Linked DNA regions of Mus musculus: region 2 is linked to region 1. Evidence: chromatin contacts called from public HiChIP or PLAC-seq data. All regions are on one chromosome and are shown on one strand. Each heading gives the region's core, a stretch centred on a gene start, on an enhancer-like site or on the middle of the called end of the contact. The rest is flanking DNA. Distances are from core to core; before and after follow the strand shown. Region 1 holds the start of Adrb1 (adrenergic receptor, beta 1). Region 2 overlaps Plekhs1 (pleckstrin homology domain containing, family S member 1).

Region 1 (2,700 bases), core at 151-2,650:
CTACCGTGCACCCTTCCCTTCTGAGACAATTGGGAACTGTTCGCTTCTCAAGAACTTAATTACAGATTTCCTTTTTACGGCCTGAGGTAGAGGCATTCCCAGGGGTAGATCAGAGGACCTCAGCCCGAGGTCCCATCCTCTGTTCGCATCAGGAATGAAGCCAAAGACTCTAGTTTCGGATTCTCTCGACAATGTGAAGCGAGGAAATGTGGTATGACTTTAAATGCTTTCAGATTTAATCGCCTTGAGTATGTATATATTTTCTTCCCTCATCTTCCCAAAGCTAATCCCACAGTTTTGAGAATCTAGCCACCCTCCCAAGAAATCTGAAATCCCAGTTCATGACGTCAACCCAAAAGGGATAGCACCTTGTGTTGGCTCAGCTCAGATTGCAAAATCCCATGGGTAACGGAGCACAGATGCGGATGTTAAGGTGTTGGTACTGGAGTCAAAAAGTCTGAAGCGTCATTCTCCGTGTTCTTTCCACGAGGGGCGTGGGGGTGGGGCGACGTCATTTACCCTGGACTGAATGTTGCCCTAAACTTCTCCTTTATATTCAGAACTCTTTCATCCTTTTCTTTAGCTGGGACTGGGGCCTGTGTGTGTATCCGACTGGTCCTCGGTGTTGGCAGTTACATCCACAAACCTTCCCTTCCTTTCCCCATCTACTGCACTTGAAGGAGAGAGCACAGCTCCGCGCGAGAACAGCGCCCAGAGAGCCTTTCTGACAGATGCGTACCCTGCTCCAGCAACCCGCCTGGCTGCAAAGTTTCCTCTAATCACTAACACCCACTTCCTATTCCCCCAAGCTGTCATGCTGGCCAGGTCCCCTCGCGATCAGGGAAGAGCCAGGCTGCCTGATGGCAGAACCCCAGTCTCACAGCTAAATTCCTCCAATCCCAGCAGATAGGCTGTCCAAGGCACTCCTGCGTCTCCGAGACGCCTGTAAGGTTCTCTTATAGCTACCAGGAACCGGGCACTAGAGGCGAGGGAACTACGGGGTGCCGAAGGGAAATAAGGGCGCTCTTGCGGGAGCGGCAAAAGGAGAGCTGGGTGCTAAGGTTAACGGAGACTACTGGTTGGCGGGGGGCACAGGAGGCGGCGGGGCGCCGCAGGGGGCGCCGCAGACTAGACTCTGGAAGAAGCCTGAGCAGGAAAGGGCGCGCTCGCTGCAGCCCGTGGGTGCTGGCTGCGTAGTCCGCCCGCAATCTTTGGAGCCTTTCAATCGCGGGTAGGAGGGGGTGCTGGGTGTTGGGGGTGGGGGCACCATTGTCGGGGGCGTGCCTTGGCGGCGATTGGCTGCGGGAGCCTGACGCGCGGCCCCGGGGGCTGGCTGGGGGGGTGGCAGCGAAGGGGGGGGGGGAGGTGCTGGGTGTTGGAGCCGCCGGCCCCGCGCGCTCAGAAACATGCTGAGGTCCCGGCGGCTCTTCCAGCAGCGACAGCGGCTCCAGCAGCAGCGGCGGCGGCGGCGGCGGAGACAGCGCTCGGCTACGGAGGAGAAGGCGCCCGGCGTCCATGCCTCCGGCCCCGAGCCGCGGCTGCCCTGACCTGGCCGCGACCTCCCCGCGCGGGCCCCGCAGCCCCGGCTCCTGGGGTGCTCCCCAGGCGCGGCCCAGCCCCGCCACACCCCCCGCCCCCGGCCTCCGCAGCTCGGCATGGGCGCGGGGGCGCTCGCCCTGGGCGCCTCCGAACCCTGCAACCTGTCGTCCGCCGCGCCGCTGCCCGACGGTGCGGCCACCGCGGCGCGGCTGCTGGTGCTCGCGTCGCCTCCCGCCTCGCTGCTGCCTCCAGCCAGCGAGGGCTCAGCGCCGCTGTCGCAGCAGTGGACCGCGGGTATGGGCCTACTGCTGGCGCTCATCGTTCTGCTCATCGTGGTGGGTAACGTGCTGGTGATCGTGGCCATCGCCAAGACCCCGCGGCTGCAGACGCTCACCAACCTCTTCATCATGTCCCTGGCCAGCGCTGATCTGGTCATGGGATTGCTGGTGGTGCCTTTCGGGGCCACCATCGTGGTGTGGGGCCGCTGGGAGTACGGCTCCTTCTTCTGCGAGCTCTGGACTTCGGTAGATGTGCTGTGTGTGACGGCCAGCATTGAGACCCTGTGTGTCATCGCCCTGGACCGCTACCTCGCCATCACGTCGCCCTTTCGCTACCAGAGTTTGCTGACGCGCGCGCGAGCGCGGGCCCTCGTGTGCACAGTGTGGGCCATCTCGGCGTTGGTGTCCTTCCTGCCCATCCTCATGCACTGGTGGCGGGCCGAGAGCGACGAAGCGCGCCGCTGCTACAACGACCCCAAGTGCTGCGATTTCGTCACCAACAGGGCCTACGCCATCGCCTCGTCCGTCGTCTCCTTCTACGTGCCCCTGTGCATCATGGCCTTCGTGTACCTGCGGGTGTTCCGCGAGGCCCAAAAACAGGTAAAGAAGATCGACAGCTGCGAGCGCCGCTTCCTCGGCGGCCCAGCCCGGCCGCCCTCGCCTGAGCCCTCGCCGTCACCTGGGCCACCGCGCCCCGCAGACTCGCTGGCCAACGGGCGCTCCAGCAAGCGGCGGCCGTCGCGCCTCGTGGCTCTGCGCGAGCAGAAGGCGCTCAAGACACTGGGCATCATCATGGGTGTGTTCACGCTCTGCTGGCTGCCCTTCTTCCTGGCCAACGTGGTGAAGGCTTTCCACCGCGACCTGGTGCCGGATCGCCTCTTCG
Region 2 (2,700 bases), core at 50-2,549, 230 kb before region 1:
AAAATAAATAGGAAACTATGTTTGGACACTCTTAATTGATTGGTTTATTGCCAAATCAATTCTGCAAAGCCAAAAGAATCAAAGGCCTTTCAGTAATCAGGAATGAGAGAGAGGCAGTGAGCTGAACACTAATCAGCTTGGGGACTGTTGGTGCGAAGGGGGATTTAGAAAATGCATCTTAGCAGGCTGTCCTTTCAGGGGGAAGAAATGAAGGCTTTGGAAGATAGTGATACTCGATCTTCATGACTCTTGAGTTCTGAGCGGTTCGGGGAACAGAACCACAAATCTGGTATCAGCTTTAGAAAGAACATTTCCCTGGCCTTTGCCTTGTGTGTGGGTTTAGCTTAGTAAAGACCTTTGGCTCGCAGAGGAGACATTCAGTACGTGTTCTGTTATCTAGATTATTGCCAGTGTGAAATGTGCATGTGTACATAAACCATGGAAATAAATAAAGTGCCATGTACAACTGTTTCAAATCTCATAAATAAGAAATCAAGCCACTTTGGTGAGGAAATTAATAAATAAATAACCATCAAGGCAAAACTGCTGGAATCCAGCTGTGGACGTGGATTCATGGACTCTGAAATCCACGTATCCCCTGCTCTCTATGTGCCTTCAGGGAGGCAAGGAGGAATCTAAGGACCTAGAGTTGACTATCCACCCACTCACAGCATCGTTGAGACAGATAAACATGACTGTAGGTCCTTCCCAGCACGTGATCAGCCTGCCACCCTCCCTCAAGCCGAGACCCTCCCTCCTGCCACAGAATGAGAAGGGGGAGGTCTTGATGTCAGGACCACGCTCTGGGTGCTTCTCCTATTCAAAATGTCTGCTTATCAAAACAAAATTGCTGGGCAAACTTCCAACCCAAAATTCCAATATGGCAGCTCTGGTGTAGGCGTCTGGAATCTGTATCCTAATGCACTCCTGAGGGATTTGACCAAGGAACACAGTTCCTTGGTCGAATCATCCCAGGGGCTCAGTGGAGAACTTGTGCTCCTTGAAGAGGACCAAGTTAGTTTTCAGCAATGCTGAAGGAAGCAAATGATCATCGCTCCACCCACCTCCAACAGAGAGCGGGGCCTGAGGAAAACAGCTCTGTTTCTCCCCTTGCTTCCTCCTCTGTGGAGAGCAACACAACCTCTCCTGGAGGACGGAACCTTCTTGACTGGGCTTAGGTATGTGTTGCTGGTGACTGAGATGGACAGGAGAAGCCCACCATTTCACCATTCTCTGTGCTGTTCCTCAGAGTCTGTCTGATCTCACTTCCTCTGTGCCACGCCTTTCCTAGAGCTGGAAGCAGCTACACACCCTGTGGCTCAATGGCAGTTCTTTGCTGTGGTTACAGCAGGACAACTCCAGACCTAGGAATGGAGATGTTTGTCTTTATCTGTCATTGAGATAAGAGTACAACCCAAGAGCCTACTGAGAGGTGGCTGGAAAAGCCATCAGGCCAGTCTTGGCAAAGGTTGTGTCTTGTGTTATACAATTTCATCAAAGTGAACTGCACCATTCCCATTCCTTCTGCTACCCATGGACAGATGCACAGTCAAAACTCCATCTGTAACCTTTTTTCACTGATGTCCGTATTGACCCCATTCCAAGTGGATGACCATGGCTGATGCTGCAAAGAGCCTGGTTCAGTTGTCCCTAGGAAAGATGGCCCTCTCTACTTAAACAGCAAGGAGAAAATTAGAATGGCTTGGAGTCATGCTTGGCTGTTTCATCTTTGGCCTTTTCCTAGTTAGCTTTAACTGTCAACTTGACATAGGTTAGAGTCACTTGAGAACAGAGTCTCAAGGGACTAGACTGGTTTGTAGGTATGTCCTTAGGGATTATCTTAATTGTTCATTGGTGTGGGAGTCCCTGCCTACTGTGGGCAGCACCATCCCCTAGGCAGGTGATCCTGGACTGTGTAAGAAAATATGAGCTTGTGAGTGAGCCAGCAAGCAGCAGTTCTTCCATGGTTTCTGCTTTAACTTTCTGCCCAGACTTTCATCAATGATGGACTGTGATCTCATGCTAAAGTAAACCATTTGCTCCCCTAAATAGCTGTTGGTCAAAGTGTTTTATCAGAGAAACAGAAAGGAAACTAGAACAAGCCTGAGGAGTTGGATGTGGCTCTTTAATCTGGTTGCGGAAGAAGCCAGAGCTCAGAAATATGGAAAGACTTACTGTAATGTAACTCCTCATCCAAGCTCCGTGCTGGACCCACAGTTCCTCAACCCATACCTTTCCCACTTCACGGCCTTTCAGTGGGATGTTGGAGTACCACTTCTCCACATCCTACGAGGTGCCTTGGGTCTCCAGAACACCCCTCAGGGTATCTGAAGCTTTCCATTTGGTTCTCCCGGCTGAGGACGCAAACCAATCAAAATGAATCCCACAGAACATCTAGCAAGAGAGAGAGTGAATGTGCAGGGCCAAGTACATGTAAGCACAGAGAGAGTGTGTGCAGGGCCAAGTACATGTAATCACAGAGAGAGAGTGCAGGGCCAAGTACATGTAATCACAGAGAGAGAGTGCAGAGCCAAGTACATGTAATCATAGAGAGAGAGTGTGCAGGGCCAAGTACATGTAAGCACAGAGAGAGTGTGTGCAGGGCCAAGTACATGTAATCACAGAGAGAGTGTGTGCAGGGCCAAGTACATGTAATCACAGAGAGAGTGTGCAGGGCCAAGTACATGTAAGCACAGAGAG

Evidence for each region. HiChIP or PLAC-seq counts read pairs in DNA pulled down with a chosen protein or histone mark.
Region 2: a FOXA1 HiChIP or PLAC-seq map of pancreatic cancer cells shows a contact between it and region 1. The contact joins the enhancer-like site here to the promoter of Adrb1 in region 1. A contact is called at or near these places in 3 of 39 promoter capture datasets (the C10 cell line and liver), 1 of 484 Hi-C or Micro-C datasets (nephron progenitors), 6 of 115 datasets of contacts at active chromatin or transcription factors (SST interneurons, VIP interneurons, embryonic midbrain and 3 more) and 2 of 9 other capture datasets (adipose tissue and liver).

What each region holds. Positions count from the first base shown.
Region 1 is chr19:56,720,717-56,723,416 of GRCm38.p6, forward strand. Adrb1 (adrenergic receptor, beta 1) reads left to right here and starts at 1,401. Exons shown (of 1, transcript NM_007419.3): 1 at 1,401-2,700. The coding sequence starts at 1,656.
Region 2 is chr19:56,486,257-56,488,956 of GRCm38.p6, forward strand. Plekhs1 (pleckstrin homology domain containing, family S member 1) reads left to right here. Exons shown (of 13, transcript NM_001164263.1): 13 at 1-473. Among named protein-coding and RNA genes, the nearest start is that of Plekhs1, 26 kb to the left of the region's middle. Within about 2 kb of position 1,300, at least 24 of the 459 cell types and tissues checked have an H3K27ac peak or open chromatin away from gene starts, as enhancers often do. A contact at or near this core is called in pancreatic cancer cells, where this site is marked.